2 separate regions of the Gossypium hirsutum genome follow, and region 2 is linked to region 1. The links are chromatin contacts, called in public Hi-C maps. All regions are on one chromosome and are shown on one strand. Each heading gives the region's core, a stretch centred on a gene start, on an enhancer-like site or on the middle of the called end of the contact. The rest is flanking DNA. Distances are from core to core; before and after follow the strand shown. Region 1 has its middle 6.0 kb from the start of LOC121227747. Region 2 holds the start of LOC107886339.

Evidence for each region. A called contact is a pair of places that touch in the nucleus more often than the background predicts.
Region 2: a Hi-C map of leaf shows a contact between it and region 1, with 2.0 times the contacts expected there. The contact joins the promoter of LOC107886339 here to the enhancer-like site in region 1. A contact is called at or near these places in 10 of 34 Hi-C or Micro-C datasets (anther, callus, hypocotyl and 1 more).

What each region holds. Positions count from the first base shown.
Region 1 is chrA03:73,330,635-73,336,608 of Gossypium_hirsutum_v2.1, forward strand. It overlaps the pseudogene LOC107886343. Among protein-coding and RNA genes, the nearest start is that of LOC121227747, 6.0 kb to the right of the region's middle. Within about 2 kb of position 2,652, at least 6 of the 9 cell types and tissues checked have an H3K27ac peak or open chromatin away from gene starts, as enhancers often do. A contact at or near this core is called in leaf, where this site is marked.
Region 2 is chrA03:73,393,691-73,399,664 of Gossypium_hirsutum_v2.1, forward strand. It overlaps LOC107886339, which reads left to right and starts at 3,680. Exons shown (of 2, transcript XM_016810247.2): 1 at 3,680-5,598. The coding sequence starts at 3,813. The coding sequence ends at 4,733.

The DNA.
Region 1 (5,974 bases), core at 1,402-3,901:
CCGAACTTACTCTAGCCTTGATTCATAACTACTTGGGAGACAACTTTTTAAGTATATCAAAGGATATATTAGGTTCAAAATGCTCAAATAGTTAACTGCAAAAATGGTAAAATTTGATTCTAACCTTTCTAGTCTTTCATTATTTCAAAGGGCTAACAACCCAACCAGTGATAGGATTTTGCCTCCGAACTCTAAATTTCTTTTGTGGACCACTTTGTAGCCGTTCAAGCACCGCATATGTAATTGAATCAGGTGTTAACCCCTGCTGTTTAAGTTTTGTATACAGGTCTACTGCCTGAGCAGTCCTGCCGGTTTTCTCGAGACAGTCGAGTAAAATGTTGTATGTCACAATGTTTGGACAACAGCCTGCAGCAAACATTTCATCGAATAGTGCACAAGCCATCTCAACTTTATCTGTTTTGCCAAAGCACTCAATAAGTGTGCTGTATGTTACAACATCTGGATTTATTCCTTTCTCTTGCATCTCCTAGAAATCTCATGTGAGCTTCATCAATATTACCATTTTTCCCGAGGCAATTGATCAAAGAATTATACGATACAGTATCAGGTCTACAATCACTTTTCTCGAGTTCCTCAAAGATTTTGATAGCCTCATCAACTTTCCCAGCCCTTCCAAAGCTACAGATTAGAATATTGTAAGTAAATATATCGGGTGAAGGACCCTGCTGTTTCATCTTTTCATAAAGGTCATGAAGATGGGATATTTGCTTTAGCCTACCAAGTGCAGAAAATACCATGTTATACATGAATGCATCAGTGTTGATTCCCTTTCCCTTAATCTTACTTACCAGATCAATTGCCTCAGTTGTTCTACCTGCACTACAAAGGCTTTCCAACATTGAAACACATGCATCCTTGTCTCCCTTATCGTGAAAGTTCCACATGTTGCAAAATAACCTGTGAGCCTCGCTAGCATGACCCAGCTTACTCAATGTCCTTACAAGATATGCATATATTGACTTACTCATATATTTCTTTGATATTTCAATAACTTCATCTAGTTTATTAAGTCGCCCTTCCACAACCAAAACATTTAGAATCACACTGTATGTAAATTCACTGGGCCGACAACCATTCTCGACCATTTCATGGAAGAGGCTAATAACCTTGTCAACCATCCGCCCATTGGCTAGTGCCTGAATCACAGTATTATAAATAATCGAATTAAGAGAACAGCCTTTTGACACCATTTCATCAAAAAGTTTCAGTGATTCATCACATCTACCGAGTTTTCCATTCATTTTCATCATAACTGTGTACGTATACTCATCCAGCACACAATGCTTTCTTTTCATGTCTTCAAAAACCATGTACGTCTGATCAACCTGTCAAATGCTGCAGATCAGATTAGCACCTCAGGGCACTTGAAATGGATGCATTCAGTAACAATATCAAAACTAGTATTAGTGCACACACACACACACATATATATCTAAAGGGGGGAAACATGTTCTGATGCAAAATGTAAAAGTAAATACCATAATTATCAAATCTAGGGAAACAAGTAAAATATTTTACTTCTACGTAAGACAATCATGTTCAAAATAGTGTTCCCATTTTAGTTCTTAATTCATTTTGAGTCAATTAATTTAGATTTGCTGTTCAAGTAACTGTTTAAGAAGTAAACGCAAATAATAAGTAGCAAAAAGCAAGTAACAAAAACACCAAGAAAATGAGCCTTGAATCTATGCTTTTACAATCAACCACAGGATTTGCTTTTAAACCCCAAAATACTTGAAATCAGAAAACCAAAAGAAACCATTAAGCAGTAGTCAAAAGAAAACCAAATCGAATTTGTAAGAACATATCAATCAATTAAGAAGAGACTAAAATAAAGATCAAACCTTCCCATCCTTCGCCAAAGCATTCAACAACATGTTATAACCAAAGATATCTAACTTGTAACCTTTCCTCTTCATCTCCCCATAAACCGAAAACGCTTTCCCTGAGTCAAATGACCTTAAGTAAGCTTGAACCAAGCACTTATAAGTGTAAGCATTCATATTCAACTCCCATTTCTTCACTAGCCTCATACACGTGCCCAAATCCTCAGTGTTCCCGAAAAACCCTATAAGGATATTGACAGTGGAGATGTTTCCACGTATGCCGGACTTTTCCATGTCATCGAGGAGCGACCGTACGGTGTTGAAGCGATCGGGGCGCAAGGATTTGGAGAGGATGAGGAAGAGACGAGAATAGGTGAATGGGTCGTGGCGGAAATTGGGGGACAGGGAGGAGCAAAAGTGGAAGAATTTCAAGGCGAGGGAAGGGCAGTTTAGGGATTTAAGAATGAGGGAGGCTTCATTGGTGGTGAGGGTTGGGGAGAGGGACGAAAGGTACTGTGAGAGATCGGCGAAAGGGTTGGATTGGAATTGGGATTTGGTGAGGATGTGTGTCACTTTGCAGATGAGTTGGTAGCGTGGGATCGGGTAGCCGCGAGAGTCGGTGGCGACGGTAGGAAGGGAGACTTCGGCGGAGAGGGAGCGACCGCCCGGGGAAGTTGAGGTTATTTTGGCTATGTATTTGGTCGCGTAGTGGCGGCGGCTACTGGTTATAATGTGGTGGAATCGGCGACGGTTGGGACCGAGCATCACGGAGGGCTATTATTGCGCCACTTGCGATTCGCTCTACAAGGGTTCTTCGCCGTTTTGGTTCAAAAAATTGAGTGAAAATGAGGAGTCAAGATCAAGGACTCTTTAGGACAACAACTAAACAGTGACTACAAAATTTTGGTGTTAAAATTAGAAAAGGATGGTTTTTAAATAAACTTAGGGAAACTATTCGATCGAGTCGAGTCGAATTAAATTAAAAATTTTTAATTTAATTGAGTTGATAAATCCTATTTTAAAAATTAAACTCAATTTAAATTTTTTTCAAATTGAATCGGATCGAGTAAAAAAATCTTGAGTCGAGTTAACGAATCTTATTATTTATACAAAATATTGTGTTTACATGGATCGATTCTTTAACTAGTAGACGAAGTATAAATAACTTAATGGTTTTGACTTTTAACTTTGAAAAAGGTAAACATTTATCAAAACGACGTAGTTTTATCTTTTCTTATTCAGATTTTCAGATAACTCGAATTGTGTAATGCATATTCGAGTTAAATCAAAAAACTTAATTTTTTATTCGAGTTTATCCGAATAACTTGATTAACTCAAATAACTCGAACTATCTAATTCAAAATTTGAATTTTTTTATCGAGTTTTTCGAATTGAATCGGATTTTGCTCACTCCTACTTACATCACTTAATTTTCCGTTCAATTAATTGAATTATTTAACTGGCTAATTTAGCGATATATGTCGTTTTTTTAAAATTAGGGTTTCAATTTTTTAAAAAAAATTAAAGAAATAGATCATTTTTTAAGAAAAAAAAAGAAAACCGCGTCCAACTAGGTGTGTTTTCTACACCGTTGGCAAGAAAGCGTGTGCGCTTCCCCCATGGTTAATTCCAAGGGTAAAAAAAATTAAATGCTGAACAGTCCAAAATTTTTCCTATAAATACCACTAAATTTTACTTTTTTTCACTCACATCCTATTCTCTCAAATCTTTCTATTCTTTTAACTCTCTAAATTCTCTCAATTTTCACAAGCTCTTATTCTAAACTTTTCGATATTCTCATTTAAAAATATTAGTTTGTTTTAATTATTTTGTATTTTATTTGTTCAGATTAAGTTTTCACAAATAACAACCTCTTTAATTCATTTCGACGAGAAGCACATTTTCGCAGCTCAAGTAGTAATGGTAAGACAAAATTTTAAATTTCGTTATTTTTAATTAAGTTAAAATTAATTTTTTAATATTTTAAAATAATTTTTTTGTCATTATAAATAGGTGAATGATTCTATTTTGGAAGGGACCATACATAATTTAGCAATGCCTCCTATCACCGAACTTCGTGGTTACTTACACTCATCAACAAGTTGGTGGAAAAACGGAGGCCCAAAACACACACTTTCTATCTTATATGCAGCTAGTGTACAACCACACTCGAGGACATAGCGTTATAACTCGGTCTACTGGTGGATAGGCTAGTCATCATGGAATCAACGATCGTTCTCGGTAAAGAAGACCTCGCGCGGCATTATTGGGCAATGTATCGAACTCGTTTGAAGGTGGCTGGTTACAGATGAAGTGGTTAGAGATCAATTTCAAAAAGCTTCCTTTGCACAAAACTGAGGTGGTCAAAAGACAATACGCCTGAGCATTCATTTTAAGGTCAATTAGGGGCTTTTTAATGCTTGATAAATCTCAAAATTTGGTGCACATAAGGTGGCTACTACACTTAGTGGACTTTAAAGAATGTGAAAAATTGAGTTGGGGATTGTCGTGTTGGCCACGTTGTACCAAGAGTTATGCCGGGCGACGAAATCAGATATGATGTCAATCGATGGTTGCCTTCTCCTGCTGCAGTTGTAAGCTTGGTGGCGACTACCGTTTCTACATCCCTGAGTGAGCGACCCATACAAGTTCCTGTTGGTGACAAGGTAAAAATTATTTGATAATAAATACGTAGTTTGTATAATAATTATTTTTATTTATTATATGTTTGAACTAACACATCGCTTGTATAGGTGGAACCATGGGCCGAATTACGTAGGACTACCCGACCAACTGGAAGATATTAGGTTGTTGTTAGATCAACGCTCGAAAGCCGATTTAGTTACTTACTCTTTCGAACCTATATTAATTACGCAGTGATTTGTAAAATAAAATTTCGTAAATAATAGAATTTATAATTGTGCACTTTAGTTTGAATGGATGTCATATGCCGACACGAATATCATATATTACATCTCGCCAGAACTGTTGGCCAATCAGAGGATGTAGGACGCAAAGGTGTTGTTGATAGTGTACGCGATTGTGGAAATGTACGAATCAAATCGGGTGATGCGGCAGTTCGGGTGAAGGCGAAAAATTCCGCCGCCATTGCAACACATGGATGAGTTATACAAGGTGGACCTTCAAAGGAAGAACGATGAGCACTGGAAAGAGATTCACATGGACTACATAGACGTTTGGGATCGTAGGTTGGAATTCTTACCCTTCCATGAACCATTTTTCTCAATAGACACTATGGCCTGTTTAAAGTACATGTCGTGGTTTAAGTCATCAGTAAGTTGTATCTACTATTGGTGGAGGCGAGGAGTAGGCAACTTCATTAAAAGATGCAACGACGACCACCCCAGCAATGTAAGGCCGAACGCAGTCGCACGATGGGTTCATCATCGGCTTCGACCAAAGAACTGCTGTATATGTCTACAAAATATCCCGATCAGTTAACTCCACTTATTCTTGTTCATTTCACTAACCCGTGTTTTTTCAGAAGCACCACACTACGTAGCACTGCACGTCCCTAGTTCTTTTGTTCCCGCAGGTACATATTTCAGGGCACTGATGTAAACTCAAAATTATATAGGGTACTTAATTATTATGTTTATCTTGAGTAATAATTATTGAAATAAGTGAATTTTACGTAATTAGTAATTTTAGACATGAATTTGGAAAGTATATGAAATTATGCTTAATTACATTATTTTCATGCATATTTTATATTAATTCATGTTAATTTATTTATGTATGTATTTTTCACTATGTAGGTAGTATACTGGAAACATGATTTAAATAAATAAAAGATGACCATGCACAAATTATCCATGTGGATGGCAAGACCATGCAATTTTGGGCATGGGGACAAAAACATAAAAATCACCAAAATTAAGATAAAACCACTTACATGCACAAAACCTAGCTTAGTCGAACCTTTTACTTCAACTATGATCTTCTTCTTCCTTCTCCCAATTCGGCGGTAAGCTAATGAAGATGATGATGATTTTATTTTATTGTAGTTTATGTTTTCTTATTTACTATTTTACTATTTTACGTTTATAATTAACCTTAACATATAACCAAATGATGAACTAAACCATCCATTATTTCTAGTAATG
Region 2 (5,974 bases), core at 2,430-4,929, 64 kb after region 1:
CATATTTAATTTTTATATCAAATTTTTTAAAATTTATAATATGAATTTATACGTAGATATCTCATAATTTAGTATAAATAAAAATATCAAGTAAATTAATTAATTATAAAATAAATTTCAAAATTACATATGAATTTTAATCTTGTGTAATTTTATATATGACATTCTAATTTGTTTCAATATTTATAAAACCCTAATATCAATATCAATATAACACCATTTTATTACATATTACACAACCAATAATTATATTTATCTAATATAAAAATAAATAGAAATATTAATTTCTTTAAATATGTACAATTGAATCAAAATCAAAATTTTAAATACACATTTGAACTAAAATCAATGTTTAAAGTGTATAATTACACCAAATAAAAGTTTACGTATTAAATTACACATTGAATTTAAATACATGATAATTTTTTAAAATTAAAAATAAGGATAAAACAACATTCAAAATATGAACTTGTCAAAAATTTTCAACTTGATTCTGATTTTTTTAGTTCTTGTTATTATTATTATTTTTATATTTTCAATATCTATTTTATAGTTTATGTTTAATGCTTATCGTTGTTCCTCTTTACGATGTTTTATTCAAGGTTTAAACTGTTTTTTTTATGTTAGAAGTGTAATATATATCCTAATTTTATTTCTAAATTTTAATTTTATTAAAATATGATAATGTGATGGTGTTATATTTTATATTACGAATGTTAAAAATATAAAATATATACCTTTTAAAAATTTTAATGATTGAAATAAAAGAACAAAAACTCCATTTATCACTGTGTCAAAAAATAAAAATTCTCTTTAATTGCTTATCCCTATTAAATTAGGTCAGTTTTAAAGCTTTAGGCACGGTTTGTGTTGCTTTTAATGAAATAGGCATTGAAAGAACCCACCCCACCCCCACCCCCCCCTTCCCCCCAAAAGAAAACAAAACCCACCTAAGCGATTATGTGCTTTTTAAAGCCCTTATCTATTCCTGAACTTTATCTAACACACAACCACAACACTAAAAATAAGTATTTGTTAATTTTGGAAAAATTATTTATATATAAGTGGAGTTTTTTTTGAAAGTGCTAATAATACAATTCAAGCATAATACAAATATATATTTGAATAATCACAAGTACTAAATTATTACAATATAAAAAAATTATCTAAATAATTATAAAGTAAAGCATATAATTAGACTAGAAATTATTATAATCTAAACTAAAACTTACGAAGTGAAGTAAAACCTGCAATGATAATTACACATGATAAAACTAGGAGATCAATAAATATGATTATACATAATGAAATCTCGAACTTAGGTATTCAGAATATAAAAAATATTTGTATTTACCAATTGTGTGAAAGCCTCTTTAGTTTGTAGGTGAAGTTCTTTTTTTTATAGAATACCTACATTTATTTATAACTTCTCTTGAATCTTTAAATTAAAAAAATAGGTTATGTTCTAAAATTTATTTTTGTTAAATTTTATAAACGGGTAGAAGAAAAGATATATTGAAAAACTAAAATTAAATAAAAATAAGATAATACGTGATAATATTTAAAATTCATTTATAAAAAAAAATTACAAGTTGTGTGGATGAGTTTCAAAAAAATTAATTGCTACAGGTTTACGAGAAGCGGTCTCTAAAATCTCAACTTGATTTTAGTCAAAAGATGAAATGTACGAATTGGGTAATATTATAATTAGCATTGCAATGCATCTATTAATTATTCAGCAAATTGTTTTTTGGTAGAATCAATAAAATATATTGTCAACTGAGGCATTAGGAGAACTTGTGGCTTTTGGGTGAGTTGAGGAGTTGTTTATGGCATGTTTAAGAATTGATTCTATTCTTATTGGGATAATTAAAAAGAGATCCATATCACATCAAATACAAAGAAAAGTCCAAGGTGGCAAAGTAGCATAAGTGGAGAGTTTCCACATTTCACCAATCACCACTTTCAACCCTTGTGGGTTCATTCCTAGATGTTTAAAATTTTCTAATTCCTTCTAACACAAGTTAGTTAAGTTAATTTCAATTGAGATCATTGAAAAAACACTTGTGGAGCTTAAAGGAATAGTGAATGATTCGATTAATTGAGATTTTTGATATTTTTATTTTTATTGAATTAAAAGAATGTAGTTTATTACTTGTATTTTTAAATAATATTACCTCAATCCAAGTTTAATGACAATGTTTTTTTTTAAATGTAAATTTAATGACAATGTTAAAACTTCTTTCTCAATAATAATAATAATAATAATAATAATAATAATAATAATTAACCAAAAAATATCAAAATAATAATGAAACTACTGTGTACTTTATTACATCAAAATATATTTTAATCTTCATTTAATGTTTTTCGAATCGAACTGATAGTTGAGTTGATTAGGTTATCGATTCTTCATTTGATTGGTATGTCTGGTTAAAATTAAATAAATTATTAAAATATTATAAAAATTTTAAAATGAAAATAATAAAATCATAAAAACTGGTTCAACTGCCGGTCAACCAATCCGATCTAGTTCAAGAGTCAATTGGTTTTTTCCTTGTTTTGAATCGTTGTATCGACTAATTCCCAGACTAATCAATTCGACCAACTGGTTTAATTTTTAAAGCACTACTTTTAACATTAACTCAAATAAAGTTTTAATTTTTAATTATATTTAAACGACTATTTTACTAAAAAACTACTATGTTAATATTTATTGAATTAAGTGAAAATGCATTAAATAAAAAACTAAAAATAAAAAAATTTGATTATGCTTTTATTGCATCAAAATTTATGCTATTATTTAAGTATGTAAAAGAGTTGGTGTTAGAGTTAACTAGAAATCAACTCAATTATGAAAAATACTAAAAAAATTAATCGTTTAAAATTAATAAATATTATTATAAAATGTTTTGTATTTTCATTGCTTTATATAAAATTTATATTAAAAAAAAGAGATAACATTTCTATCAAACATATTAAAATTTTAACTTTATCATTTTTATGAAAGTATGTTTAATAAAAGTTTTTTTTATAAGCAAGTTACCATATTTTTCTTATGATTCAATTGTTAAATAAATAATTTACAACAATATTTTTAATATTGAATTTTTCTTTGACCCACGTGATAATATAATAACATTTTGAAAACACGTTAAATAAAGCTTTCTAACCTGATAACATTTCAGCATGTCATAGCAATTGACAATACAAGATGGAAAGCAATTGAAATGTATTTAATATTCTTACACTAATGTATTTACATATTTAAATTTATATTTACTCACAATTTAGATTAACTTGTTTTATTTTAATTTCATATGTAATTATTAATTTCAAACCATATGTTTAATTATTTATTAAATGCTATTTTTTAACCACACATATATTATAAATATATTATTTCCACATGCATACATGTATGATGCAATTACTAATATATTTTAACCTTTTAACTTACACCCAAATAATGCATTAAAACATAAAAAATTAATACAACAAAAATATTATTTAAATATAATAAAAACAAAAAATAATGGAAAATAAGTCATAATTATTTGATATTTTAATGTATTTATTATTGAAATTTAGCATTTCATACATTATCAATAATTTTTTTAATTCTATAAAAAGAATTCAAATATTGGAGATATCATTTTTTAATATAATTTTTTAATTTTTTACTCACCTTAAAAAATATCACTTTATAAATTTATCTTATAAAGTTTAATATTTTTACTCATTGTTTTTCATTATAATAAAGCTTTTGATTGAGTTAATGTTACTTATAAACTTGGTCACTCAGTTGAGAAATGATCAAAAACCTATTTTTTTTAAAGAAAAAAATGTCGAATTCTCTCTGTGAAAATGTTGATCCTGGACTATCCACTGTGGAGGAGATGATCCCTAAGAAAGTTAGATTCAGAGACAAGGAGAAAGCAACGAGTAATGACATGCTGATCGAGTTGCCTCTAGATCAACCTACTTCTTGGAGAGACATGCTCGTCAGCCAATCTTCAAAGGGTGATTCCAATGTGGATGGGAAGGAAGTTATTGATTTTTTGGAAGGGGACATTCAGAAATCCGTTGTGAATGGCATGCCTTCAATTACTTTTTCGGACCAAATTCATCAAATCCTTATTCAGGGTATGAATAATAATGTGATCTTAAAACTCCTAGGTCGTAACATTGGTTTTTTGATTTTGCAGAACAAAATTTACAGCATATGGAGACCTTCAGGCCCTATTCACATGATGGACATTGAAAACGACTATTTTCTAGTCAAATTCCATAACAAATTGGATTGTGATAAGGCTCTCTCTGAAGGATCGTGGACTATTTTCGGCCAATATTTGACTGTTCAGCCTTGGACGAGGGCTTTTGACTCTACACAGGCTTACCCAAGTGTAGTAGTGGCATGGATTAGACTCCCTGCTCTTCCTAGTTATTTATATAACCGTAAAATCATTACTGAAATTGGAGAATTGGTGGGCAAAGTGGTCAAGTTAGATATGAATACTGATAGCAGGACGAGGGGGTTGTTCGCTAGAATGGCGGTATACGTCAACTTAGAAAAGCCGTTGGTGTCTCAAATCTTGGTAAATGGCCGAACACAAATGGTAGAATATGAGTCCCTTTCTACTATCTATTTTCATTGTGGAAGGTATGGACATGTGGAAAACATGTGTAACTTCAAAATTCCAGAATCTACGGTGGTGGTAAACATGGACTAGCATGAGATAGTACCAGAATTTCAAAAATCGAACGTTGAAGGATCAGAAAAGAAAGATGGCAACTATGGGCCGTGGATGATTGTAGAAAGGAAATCAAGGCGCAAAGTAAGGGATAATCCGTAGAAATTAACCGAAATTCAGGAGAAGGAGAAGGTAGGCTCCCGATTCAGTGGCCTTGCTAACGGGGATTTGACTAATGAATTTTAGGATAGGGAATTGGCAGATTTGCGGAGGTCTAAAGGGAAAGAATTATTAATTAAAGGTCAACGCAAGACATTTTCGAGAAAAAGGCAGCTGAAATCAATAAAAAAATCTCAAACGGTAATTTTAAAGAGTCGGGCCCCAAAATTTCTCTAGGCCCAAATAACAAAAAGAATAAAGAACAATTTTTGGGATAAGTTCGGCCCATATGACCAGTAATAGAATTGTGCAGAATTCAGAGGTATTTACCTCTGGATTGGGCGTGGGGGTTTCTTCACCTAAGCAGGTCTAGGGCATGTTGGATCATGAAGCCCAGGCTGAAGGGAACCAGTAGGGTTCGTTTGCTCCCAACAGCAATAGTCGTCCCTTTGCAGCGCCGGTAGTTGTTCCTGAGCAGGCCATCGATGAGGTTATCTTGCATGACGAAAGGGAGACTTCAGTGCTCCAGAGTATACCAAGTTTAAAGGAGGTAGTTAGAGGAGAAGAGGTAGTCGAAGTTGGCAATCTAGATTCCGAAAAACACACAACTGTGGTTTTCTTTGAAAATAAAGAACCCCTTTCCATGAACACTCTCTTGGATCAGAAGGGATTTCTTGATTCGAGCAAAGAAATGAAGTTCAGGAGCAGATCGAATAAGCAGAATAAAAGATTTCGTGGGACAAATGTAAGGTTCAAAAACGCTAGCTCCCCTCGTGTCTTTTTTAAAAAATCTATAGAGAATCTTGCTGAGAGTATATCGAGTATCTCAAAAGAAAATTTTGGTACTGGTTTATTTTCCAGAAACGATGAGAAGATGAATGGGTGTATAATCCCTAAACAGTATGACTATTGAAGGTTTTTGGTTTGTCCCTCTTGATTTTTTATTTACGTGGGTTTTGCTTTTTGGGCTTTTATTATTTTTATATTCTTATTATATTATTTTGATGATGCCTAATTTAAAAATTTTCTCGTGGAATTGTCAAGGGTTGCTAGTAGAAGTTTTATTAGAGCATTTCGTGAATATAATTCGAAATATAGTCTAGATATTGTTTGCCTAGTTG